Linked DNA regions of Aedes aegypti: region 2 is linked to region 1. The links are chromatin contacts, called in public Hi-C maps. All regions are on one chromosome and are shown on one strand. Each heading gives the region's core, a stretch centred on a gene start, on an enhancer-like site or on the middle of the called end of the contact. The rest is flanking DNA. Distances are from core to core; before and after follow the strand shown. Region 1 has its middle 12 kb from the start of LOC5567262. Region 2 holds the start of LOC110677691 (polyhomeotic-proximal chromatin protein).

Region 1 (5,389 bases), core at 1,271-3,770:
TCCGCGTTATAGGAAAAGGGATCGGTCAGGATTAATTATTGATTTCAAGCAGTAATGTTACTTGCTCGTGTGCACACTGTCAAGTTCGAAAACAGAGAGGAACTATTTCTATGGTGCGATGCCGGTCGCAGCCTACTTATGTGATGTTTGAATATCTGTTGGTCAAGGTTACCTTGTGCGTTGATTACCTTGACCGAAGCTCGAGGTCGATAAAGCAGAAGTCTGTGTATTCGGCGGACTACACTCAGAAACACGGGTAGCCACAGAATGACTAAATTTTAGTAATTAATGACTATTTTCTATCTGCCTCTCTTTCATTCTGCAGGGAATTTTATTCCTATTTGTCAATTCGCCTGGGTTGAAGCAGGTCCGACCCACTCGGGCTCAGATTGGGTACCACTTCTAGTACTGCATTTGGTCCCTCGTTAGTGCAAAAGGTACCCAAGTTTGACAGATCACAGTACACTTTTCGCGGCATTCTAGATTACCTTAGGAGCCATAAAATTTTGGGCAACTGTAAGGGACATGGAGGTCTTTAATTTGTCTTTGGTTGAAGCATTGCTAAGCTTGAACCCAGATGAAATGACATTTAGTGTAGAAATTCATAGCAGAATGAAAGAGAGGCAGATAGAAAGTAGTCATTAATGCATAAACTTTAGTAATTCTGTGACTATTTTTATTTCTGAGTGTACACACAATCAAACAATCATATCTGGCAACGCTGTTTTGCGAACCAATCAGGGGGTAATCCGTTTTATTTCCAAATTGAGATGCATATTGTCGAGTCTCTGTCTCAGTTACTAAAATAAGATGCTTCAAAACGGTGCATTTATCTAGTCCCTTTACCCGATTCAGTGTGAGCATAGTTGCCAAACTTGGCTACTCTGGATCCCACCAATACCAAACCGCAAAACCCACACAACCGCTGTTGCCATATTTCGCTGTTCTTGTCTTTCGGTGTCTATCCATCTATAAATATGAACTTTTTTCTTGATAGGTCTGATTGCTTTCTGGCTTCAGCATAATCAGTATTGGAATCGTTATTCATGCAACAGACGCTGTCCAACAGCAGCTTGTTCGGTTTTCATTTCCGGGAACTGTGGCGCTTGTCTGCATGTCTCTCAGGGTTTACCTCCACTCTGTTGTTACTCCCTTCCAACTACCTACGGTGAACTGCGAAGATACGACCACGTGCTGTAGTGAAAAACCGTGCTCACCGATTGCGTTGTCGTCGTTCCGCTGCACTGCACTCGAGTCCACATTGCTTTCCTTCTTTCTCCTCTTCTGTGGCTTCTGCTTTTACGTTATTTGTTATACGGCTGGCTGAAGAGGTACACCATTACTGCTGCGGTGGGTACGGGGGTTGCGGTGAGGAGGCCCGTAACAATAGCAACAACTAATGGTGTGCGATGGTGATGCTTTTTCTCTTCGGATGCGATTCGGTTTTGCCGTGGCCTTCTGGTAGGTATGCGCTCCTGGTACCCGACCGCTTCCAACTGCCGACGGCACGACGGTTCTCGTTTTTGGAAAATTTCGATTATTCAAAATTATTGGAATAATTTTAAAATATCATTATGATTTCAGCAGTTTCTTAGATTCGAAATGCATCTTAGTTTTAATAATTATGCCATAAAATTATTTATGATTAGTTACAGTTTTGTAATTTTACAGTTTATACTAGTTCTGCAAATTTTTGATTTGAAAAATCTGAAAATACGAAAATTTAAATATGTTAAGTTCAACAGTTCTATTTTTCAAATTATTTTTCAATACTATTATTTTTTTGTGAATTTATACAGCAACAATTGAGAAAACTTGTTTACTTTGTCAAAAGATTGAAATCATTCCAAGAAATGAATTAGGAATGCCGTCGGTTTTTTGAAGACCTCTGTCAAACTTTCCTTTTCAATGAATGTTCATGAACATAAATTTATTCATATATACTTGCAGCAATAGTTAACCTAGTCAAATGAAATAATTTTGTATAGATTAGTAAACGATATTAAATTTTTGCACTTATGCAAAAATCAATCCTATTATTCCAACATGGCGACATGACAGATGACGCAAGCAAATCAACTCTCAGTAGGCCGCGACTCGGCCGACGCATAAAAAGAAAGATGAACGAACAATCGGCTCATACAAATCGCTTCGTCGCTCACTGGTGGCATTTTAATAGAGGAGGTAACCCAACACTACTAAATATTGTGCCACTAATAATAACTCTCCGCCGCTGATCAACTTGACTTGTGCGAAAAAAAAAAAAAATAAACCGGTCAAGCTAGCATTCGAATACGAGTGGTAGTGGAGAGTTATGCGAAGCGCAATCAAATGAGCTCTTCCTCTTTTTTTCTCGGCACCTCTCGTTATTGAATAAATTTGGTTTTATCGCTACTCAGACCATTAATTTACATATTCTTCACCCTACTCTTGTTCCCGGGCTTCCTCTTCCCTCCTTTGTGGTTGTGCCGAACTTGAATGCGGCATTTGTTCGAATAGCAAAATATGACAACCGCGCGAACGAAGTAAGTCAAAGTCGTAAATTATTCGATCCCCTTGATATCACTATCGCTCAAACGGTACAGTAATAGTGAATGAAAGAGATGAAGCTGAACTGAGTATGCATGAGTGAACGAGATGCATGAAGTGTGTCAATGGTAGGGGCTATATATTGAACGGGTCATCCCCACTCTGCGCCATTTTCAAACTTATAGATGGGAGGGACAACTTTCTTTGTGTGCGAGGAACTTCCCCTCATTTGGCGTTGAGGAAGTGTTTGTTAGATAAGAACTTAATTTCGACGTATTTGTGACTTGGTATTATTGAGAGGGGTTTATTGGGCAAGTGAGATAGCCTAAGCCACTTTTAACATGTTTGCATGGGACAGACATATTGCAAGTATATAACGCTACCAATACATTGAGAGTAAAGTTTCAATTTCAGTGTATGTGAAGAATGAAATGGCATCATAAGACTCTCTTTGAGTTAGAATGAGACAAAAGATCATTCGACAGCTCTGCGCATGCTCCTCACGAAACCAGTTCAAAATAGCACTATATAAGCATTTGCAACAGTATTGGTGCATTCGTTTCGCCGTGATGTTATTTGGTATTGGTGAGCGCAATAATCTCTTTGTTCGAGCCGATGAAGCCAACGCTCGGTCGATCTTCTTCTCCCGTACCTGTGCTTATTGTTCGCGTCTACGTTGGTCGTTCACCAACATTTTTTTTCCTTTCAATTTGGAATGGCTTTAAAATTCAAAGACTTCATTCCAATCTTTCTGGTTTTTATTGCCTTCATTTTTCTTTTCCCCACCGCTTGCTTTGTCTGGTTGCTGGCCGACATGGATCGACTTGCGAGCTTGGCAGCCTTTCGACGTTTTCTTTATTGCTGCCAGGCGTCATTTTTTCTCCCTCTCAAATTTTATTGTCCATTGCTCAACCATGGCACGCAATTTTAGCATCTGCGTTCAAATGTAAGATGAAGGATTTTGAGTTGGGAATAATGTCGTCGGTTTTAAAAACCAATTGATATGAGCAATATTGAGCCTTCAATGAACTAATATAAAACAATACAATGGTTGCGTGATTCATTGATCACAAAATTATTTTATTTTTACATATTATTGAATTTTATCTATCAGCAATTCTGACAATTAAATTGTTGAACAGGTTGGGCTTGCTGTTTAGTCATTGTACCGATCTCAGACAATACTAGATATTTGCTGTATGGTTATATTCAGTTTTGTGACAGCAATGTTATGAGCTCCTGTGCTTGCATCTGTTGCAAACTTTACGAATTTCCGAAAACAGGGGCTGCTGCTGAACGTGTTATGGTCACGGAAAGCTATATTCAATATTAGGATCAAAATGTCATGAAAATCATAAATTTGTGTAGTTATACAATTATGACAATAATCCATGATTAAATCATGATATTTTCATGAACAATAATAAAATTGATTTCCGTTCATCAAAGTACCTGAAAAACCTGTTCTCTACAGTTTTTGTTCTACAAGATTATCAATCTCATGCCTAATCATGAAAGTTGAACCGTAGTATTATTCATTTGACTTTTCTGGAGATTATTGTAGTATATCATTTTCGTACCCGAATTGCTCATTTCACGGCATCAAGGACTGCTGCCAAATGGTCAAACGCTATTGCTCGCATAGTATAAAATCGAACAAAGTTGCTTTGCTCATATGATGGATGATGATTGAAGCAAACATCAAACAAATGTCGATTTAAAAAAATACTGGCTGATACTTGCCCTACAAATTGTCCATATATGCAACATATCGAAAAAAAAATGGCCAATAACCAAGCGTATATCTAAAGACTGGACTCGGAAAAATGAAACAAACAAAAATGAACACCAAAAACTCATATCAAATAGGGTACTTTTCAAATTTTCAAGGATTAAATAACTATATGTTAGCTATGTTTTGGAATAATTTATTTATTGAATTTCCTCCGCTAAGCTGAATGTTCGTACATTTATTTTAACACTGCTCATGAGATCTTGGGCGACGCTTTGCCCATTTATCTTACACAATTTCTCCGAGTTTTGCTTCAAAGCTTCATCGGTTTTTACATGCTAACTCACTTTTATTCAACTTCTTCTTCATTATCGCCCAAAACTTTTCGATCGGATGAAGCTCTGGTGTATTTAGCGGATTCGTCTCCTTCGGGACCACATTAACGCCCTTCGCATCGTACCAACCCATTACAAGCTGAAGGTGGAAGCGGAGAAAGGGCAAGCGCTTCTGCAAGCATTCCTCTCGATAAATCTGCCCGTTTATGGCGCCAGTTGTAACGAACGGCTTGCTGTACCGTCCGCACTCGCACATCGCCTGCCACAACAGGTACTTCTTTGCGAATTTGTCCATCTTTCTTTTCCGGAACCTCCGTGCGGAACATACCGACAAAAAAACTCGAGGCCGGGGATTTATTTGGTGTCCGCCTTTATGTATGTCTCGTCGTCCATGACGAGACAGCCTAGCTTGACCATTGACTCACGGTACAGCTTCTGCGCACGCAATTTGGCCACCGTGTTTTGCTTGCCAGTCTGGTTTGGCGCCATCCTGACCTTAAAAACACGTAGCCTGCTGGACGTGGTCTGCTGGACGAATTACATCAACAAATTGACCTTTTTGAGCACGTCTCGGGTTGAAAGGTTCGGGATATTCTTAAAGTACTGCCTTATCTCGCGCGCCTTCTATGGGTTTTCCGTTTTCGGTTTTCCGCTTCCAGCGCGCTGCTCGATGGCCTTCGTCTCCTGGAACAGCTTTACATCGTGGGACACGGTGGAATGGTGGATTCCAAGCCTTTCGCCGATCTATCTGGGTCTGATCTTATGACCAGGATGATCGATCACCGCGCCCACG
Region 2 (5,389 bases), core at 1,153-3,652, 68 kb after region 1:
GTGTTACTTGAATTCAACAATTGAATCGGCCCTAAAGAGTTATTTGTGTAATATTTCTTAATGTGTTTTTCACATACTTGCTATAATCTCTTAATTCATCTCGTAGCATAATATAATATCTGATTTAAGGACATAGGAGGTACACGTCTTCGTTGAATTCCGTTTCATTCTATTTTCGCTTTCGAGCTGGTAAGAACTCCGACGAACCTGCTCAGCTCATCGCTGCCTGTGCCACAGAGCTCTTGATCATCAAGCTGTTGCAATTCCATTGACCGGATTGGGAAACCGCTCAAGATTTCTAAACTGACTCGCGCTTCCAGAATTGGCCCTGAAGGAATCGGTTCGCTAATGCAAAATTTGTACGAGATGGCTTAAGAAAATCAGCCAAACCGCTTGTTCAAGCGCCCATCGTCATTTGGATCTTCTTCATCATCTTATAAGACTACAAGCCAGAAACGATTTTTTATAAGCATAAACCCAGTCGAATATCATTAGATAGTTTTTACACACCAATTTGTCGACTTTCTGTAGATAGGACATACAACGCCTTGCTTCCACTTCTCCGGTAGCTGTTACGTCTCCCAGATTCTGACTATCAGTCGACCTTTTCGGGCCCATGATGAATTCGGTTCGGATACCATCATTGACAGCGGTCTTGTTGTGCTTACGCTGTTGAATGGTATATCTAAATTCATCCATCGTGGGAGCTGATTGGTGTCCACTGTCCTCTGTGCTGACGTAGCCACCTCCTTTGTTGTCTTGATCCCCTGCGCAGGTGTTCTCTGTGCCATTCAGGTGTTCATCGTAGTGCTACTTCTATCTTTCGATCACATCGCGTCCGTCCGTCAAGATGCTTCCATCCTTACCCCTTCACATTTCAGCTCGCGACACGAAGCTTTTTCGGGATGTTCAGCTTCTGGTAGAATATCCGCTATTTTTGCGAACGTTCAGCAACTCCATCTTTTGAAATTCCACATTATCCAGGCGACGCTTTTCAAGCCGGAACAGACGAATTTGTTGTTTCCTCCTTAGTCTCCACCGTTTCACGTTTTGCAGCGTATCATGCTATCGCATTACAGCCCTCGTTGCATTCTTCTCCTCTAAAACCTCCTGACATTCCTGCGAACCAATAGTTCCTTGACCTTCGTTCCACGTATCCAAAAATGCTTCCGGCAGCTTTGTAATGACTGCTGTCCTCCAGCAGTCATCAAGAGGGTCCCCATCAAACTCGCCCTCAAACGGGAACGCTGCCTCAAGATGCTGCGCGTACGCATTGGCGACATCTGATGGTTCCAATCGTGCTAGAATGTACCATGGCGGGCTTCTGTACCGTGCATCGTTGACGACGGATAATTTTGGATGAAGTTTAGCAAACAAACATTCTTATTCCCAAAAGAGAATTTGTTTAAATTTTCATGTCACTTTTTGTGCCCAGTTTCATCGTTTCAATCCCACTGTGCCCACCGAAGTCTTCGTCGGCTTTTAGCGCAGCCCAAAGAAGAATCCCGCCAACTGTGCTCGTGCAGTGACAGTACAAAAGAAAAACCCATTCCCGATCTCGACAATCCGCACACATTCATTGAAATTTTCGATTGAAATCCGCGAATCGGACAGGCGACCATCGAATGGATGTTATCGATGAGCGGAGTCTGTCCTCTTTCGGTCATTCGTTTTATTATGCCCTTTTTTCGCTCGGAAACGAACGACGATCCACAGAAGTCGATTTTTCACCGTGTGGTAAGGGGGAGGGAGCGATAGGGGAAAACGCGACAAAGGTTGGCAACATGAAACATGCTTCTTCGGTTTCGGTCTGTTGGGCTGTCGGCGAAGTGGGCTGCGGATCCAAGAAGGCGGTAGCGTTGGAGGTGGAGGCGGTCGGTTGGTTGCCACCACGAGTGGGAAGAAGCAGAAGAGGAAGCAGTCGATGGGTCGATCGGAAAGGAAAGAGGGAAAGGAATGCTATTGAAATTTGTAGATGGTTTTTATGACCGTTTGGTTTTAGCTTTTTTTCTGAGGGATGTCTGTGTTTGTGAGACTGCGCCAGATGTGAAAACGGAGCATTCGTAAGTTTGTCCCTGTCTGGTTCGAGGGGCTTAAATGGGTTGCTGAGGTAAATAGGAGGGAGATTCCGTTTGAGGGAAAGAGATGTTTCTGGCTGGATGCCAATGGCGGTTGTTCGGGGTTTCCGAGGTAGGTAAAAATTGTGTCCAGTTTTGTTAAGGGGTAACGTTTGTCAGTGGTGGTGATTTTGAAGGCGCATGCTTGCTGTTAAGGTGGTAGTTTTACATTATATGCTGCTTATATAAAGCATGTCTATGACAACTTGAGACTGGGGTTGCCAGATGGTATTGGTGAAGTAGAGTGAGCTTGTATGCGATTATGATACGGACTAGGGTGGAAGGAGCGCGCAAGGCATCAAAGGTCCAAGGTAGCCCAAATGAGACAACGAGAACTTGAAATTTTAGTTCGTTTCAACAATTCCTGTCGGTTCGCACGAAATCCGCGCTCGGCTCGGCTACGCAAAGTGCTGTTGTGAAAATTTTGTGATTAAAATGGGTATTCTAATCTGCTAAGCGACTCCATCACGCCCCAGCATAGGATTATTGGGATAGTGGATACAAGTGCCTAGTCGATGGGAAGAGTGTTGTGAAGGGATTCACCGATTTGATGGAATATTGATCCAACATCCTTGGAGCAAGAATGCGAAGAGTGCAATTCTAGTGGAACTGTGAAAAAGCAATGGGAAATCGGTTTACCCCAAACCATCGGCAGTGTTCCTAGAAAGGATTGATCGCCCGCATCGACTACGACATAGTTGAATCTAAGAAGGAAGAGTTCTTGTGAGACTTGCACAGTTCGAAGGATAATCGATTACTTTGTGCCATACCGAGCTATACCGTATTTTACGGATTCCGGGTACGGATTGATTTGTTTTCTTCTGAATTAATCCGGTTGTGTTTTTGTGTGTCTTTATGTGTTACCTAATTTGCCATATGAGTTTATTGTTTACCATCTTTGAAAATGGAAAGACAGAGAGGTGCTAGGTTTTACACGAAAAGGTTTGTTTAGTTTTTCTGTTACTTTCCTTTAATTCAAATTTGTTTATTTCTCCATTATCACCAGTTTCGTTTCGTTCTGGGCTAGGGCCATGTGTCAACTGGACAGTGTTGCCAATCGTAGCATTAGATGAATTAGAATTTAGTTAATTGGGAATCACCTCTGGACATCGATTAGTGAATTTGGCAACACTGGTCGGTTCGTTCTCGCTCCGAAATGTGAGTGTATATGTGCATGCTGCTCTTATCATCCAAGTGATTCAATCATTTCTTTACTGCTTCATTCGTCTTTCGGCTGTTTTAACGATGGTGTCGTATTTTGAACAAGACTAGTCAAACCGGCCGCTATAAGAGCACCATGAATAATGGCTAGCGGCGTATGACATTCTGGTTAGAGCAGTAGCTATGCATGTGTCATCTCTTTCACTAACCAAACTGCACCATCGCTCAACATCTAAAAGACTCTTGAGAGCATTCACTGTGTATTACTCTGCATTCTTGCCTCGTACCCTGAACCCACTTTCCAAACTCATCGCGCCTTCCCATCACGATCGGGTTTATAAATAAGATGCCTCAACTACAGCTGCCCACTGCACGGTACCGATGCACACTGCATGAGCAACGCAAACCGGTTTTTTGCCATAAATTACAATACTTCAAGTCCGAAAAGAGGCACAGAAATTAGCACACCAAACACCGCACGACGGACCGAGCCCGAGTCAGTGGGTTGTCAGCGATGCCAAACTACGGTACGCTTCGCATGCAATATTCCAAATTGCACTCTGTTTACACTCCCTGCTGGCAACCGCGCGTTGAAACCGTCTAATTCCAATGCCGTCACTGCCAACTTCTCCATCTCCACCGCCACCTTTACTGCCCATCAGGCCGTTTGACAGAATAACAACAAAAACCGCCTCGTTCTCTCACCAACACCATGAACTGCCTGCCACGCTCTCTCACCTACACCAGGAGCCTGTATTCGCCTGCTTGGTTAGCTCACTCACTACAGTAGGTAGGCAGCCACTACTGGAAGAGTCGATGGTTTTGGGACTTTTCGTTTTGGCTGTTTTCTTCAGTTTGTTTTCGAGTTTGTCCCGTCGCCTCTCCGTTCCTACCGGTCTAGATCGTCTCTTGATGCGAAAGGTATAATGTTTGGAAACGGTACCGACGAGCATTTCCAATGCTGAGTTGGAGAACATTCACGCTGCTGTTGAACTGAACCGTCGAGACTTAGGTCCCGGGAATAGGATGAAGTGAACCATCATTGAAGGAGCGGAAGGTGGCAGCGAGGGATTAGGGAATTCGAAGGGTGGCTGTAAAGTTTTGTAGCTGTTGAGAAACGGCAAAAGTTTGCTGAATAATGGGTAAAATGTGATATTTTCTCTTTAGACTTAGGGAAGTTATGGATTGGGTTGGAGTTTGGCTTTTTCAAAATGAAACACGTTTAGTCTATAAGCAATGTCTCCATTGTGATCAAAACTGCTGAACAAGTGGCAACCGAATTAACTTAATTTTTAAACCTATCAATTATCGTTTCCCATTAAGTAATTATCACTTATATTTTACATTTTGTTTCACGCGTGAATAAAACGTCGGTTGGAATCTACATCTGAGTCAATATTGTATCACACCGACAAAACCATCGAGAAAAATTTGCCGACGGCAGTACGAATTTTAAACTCAGTCTTCAAATCTGAACTCGAATGGTAATGCAGCGTATGGTATTCGTTTGGACCTTCCTTAGCCGATTGGTTAGAGTCCGCGGCTACAAAGCAAAGTCATGCTGAAGGTGTCTGGGTTCGATTCCCGGTTGGTCCAGGATCTTTTCGCAATGAAAATTTCCTTTACTTCCCTGGTATCATCGTACCTGCCTTACGATGTATACGAATGAGAAAATTGCAACTTTGGCAAAGAAAGCACTCAGTTAATAACTGTGGAAGTGCTCATAAGAACGCTAAGCTAAGAAGCAGGCTCAGTCCCAGTGAGGACGTAATGTCAAGAAGAAGAAAAAGAAGTAGTATGGTATTCGAAACTAAGGATTCTCATCAAATTCTTCAAAAATATCTAGTAACAATAATGTTCCGTTAGCTTTTGTTGTATTTTTGCCAGTATAATACATAATTTGGACAGATATTGTTGTGGCTTATTTATGAAGTAAGTGGTATTCCAAAATGTGTAGATGTTTCTTTTTCTTTACTTAATACAATCATTGATTGAGAGATTGTTATCAACTTCCCAACTCGAAAATATTTTGAACTGTGTTTAAGAACCTTATTGTGTTATCGGTTTTGTAGCATTTTTGATTGCAATAGGCCTTTTCATGTGACAGCTTC

The links. Hi-C and Micro-C count contacts between places; a contact is called where the count stands out from the background.
Region 2: a Hi-C map of whole pupa shows a contact between it and region 1, with 4 times the contacts expected there. The contact joins the promoter of LOC110677691 here to the enhancer-like site in region 1. A contact is called at or near these places in 2 of 2 Hi-C or Micro-C datasets (whole body and whole pupa).

The regions. Positions count from the first base shown.
Region 1 is chr3:138,722,526-138,727,914 of AaegL5.0, forward strand. No RefSeq gene overlaps it. Among protein-coding and RNA genes, the nearest start is that of LOC5567262, 12 kb to the left of the region's middle. Within about 2 kb of position 2,521, at least 3 of the 3 cell types and tissues checked have open chromatin away from gene starts, as enhancers often do.
Region 2 is chr3:138,790,304-138,795,692 of AaegL5.0, forward strand. It overlaps LOC110677691 (polyhomeotic-proximal chromatin protein), which reads left to right and starts at 2,403. Exons shown (of 6, transcript XM_021848758.1): 1 at 2,403-3,059. The coding sequence starts at 3,022.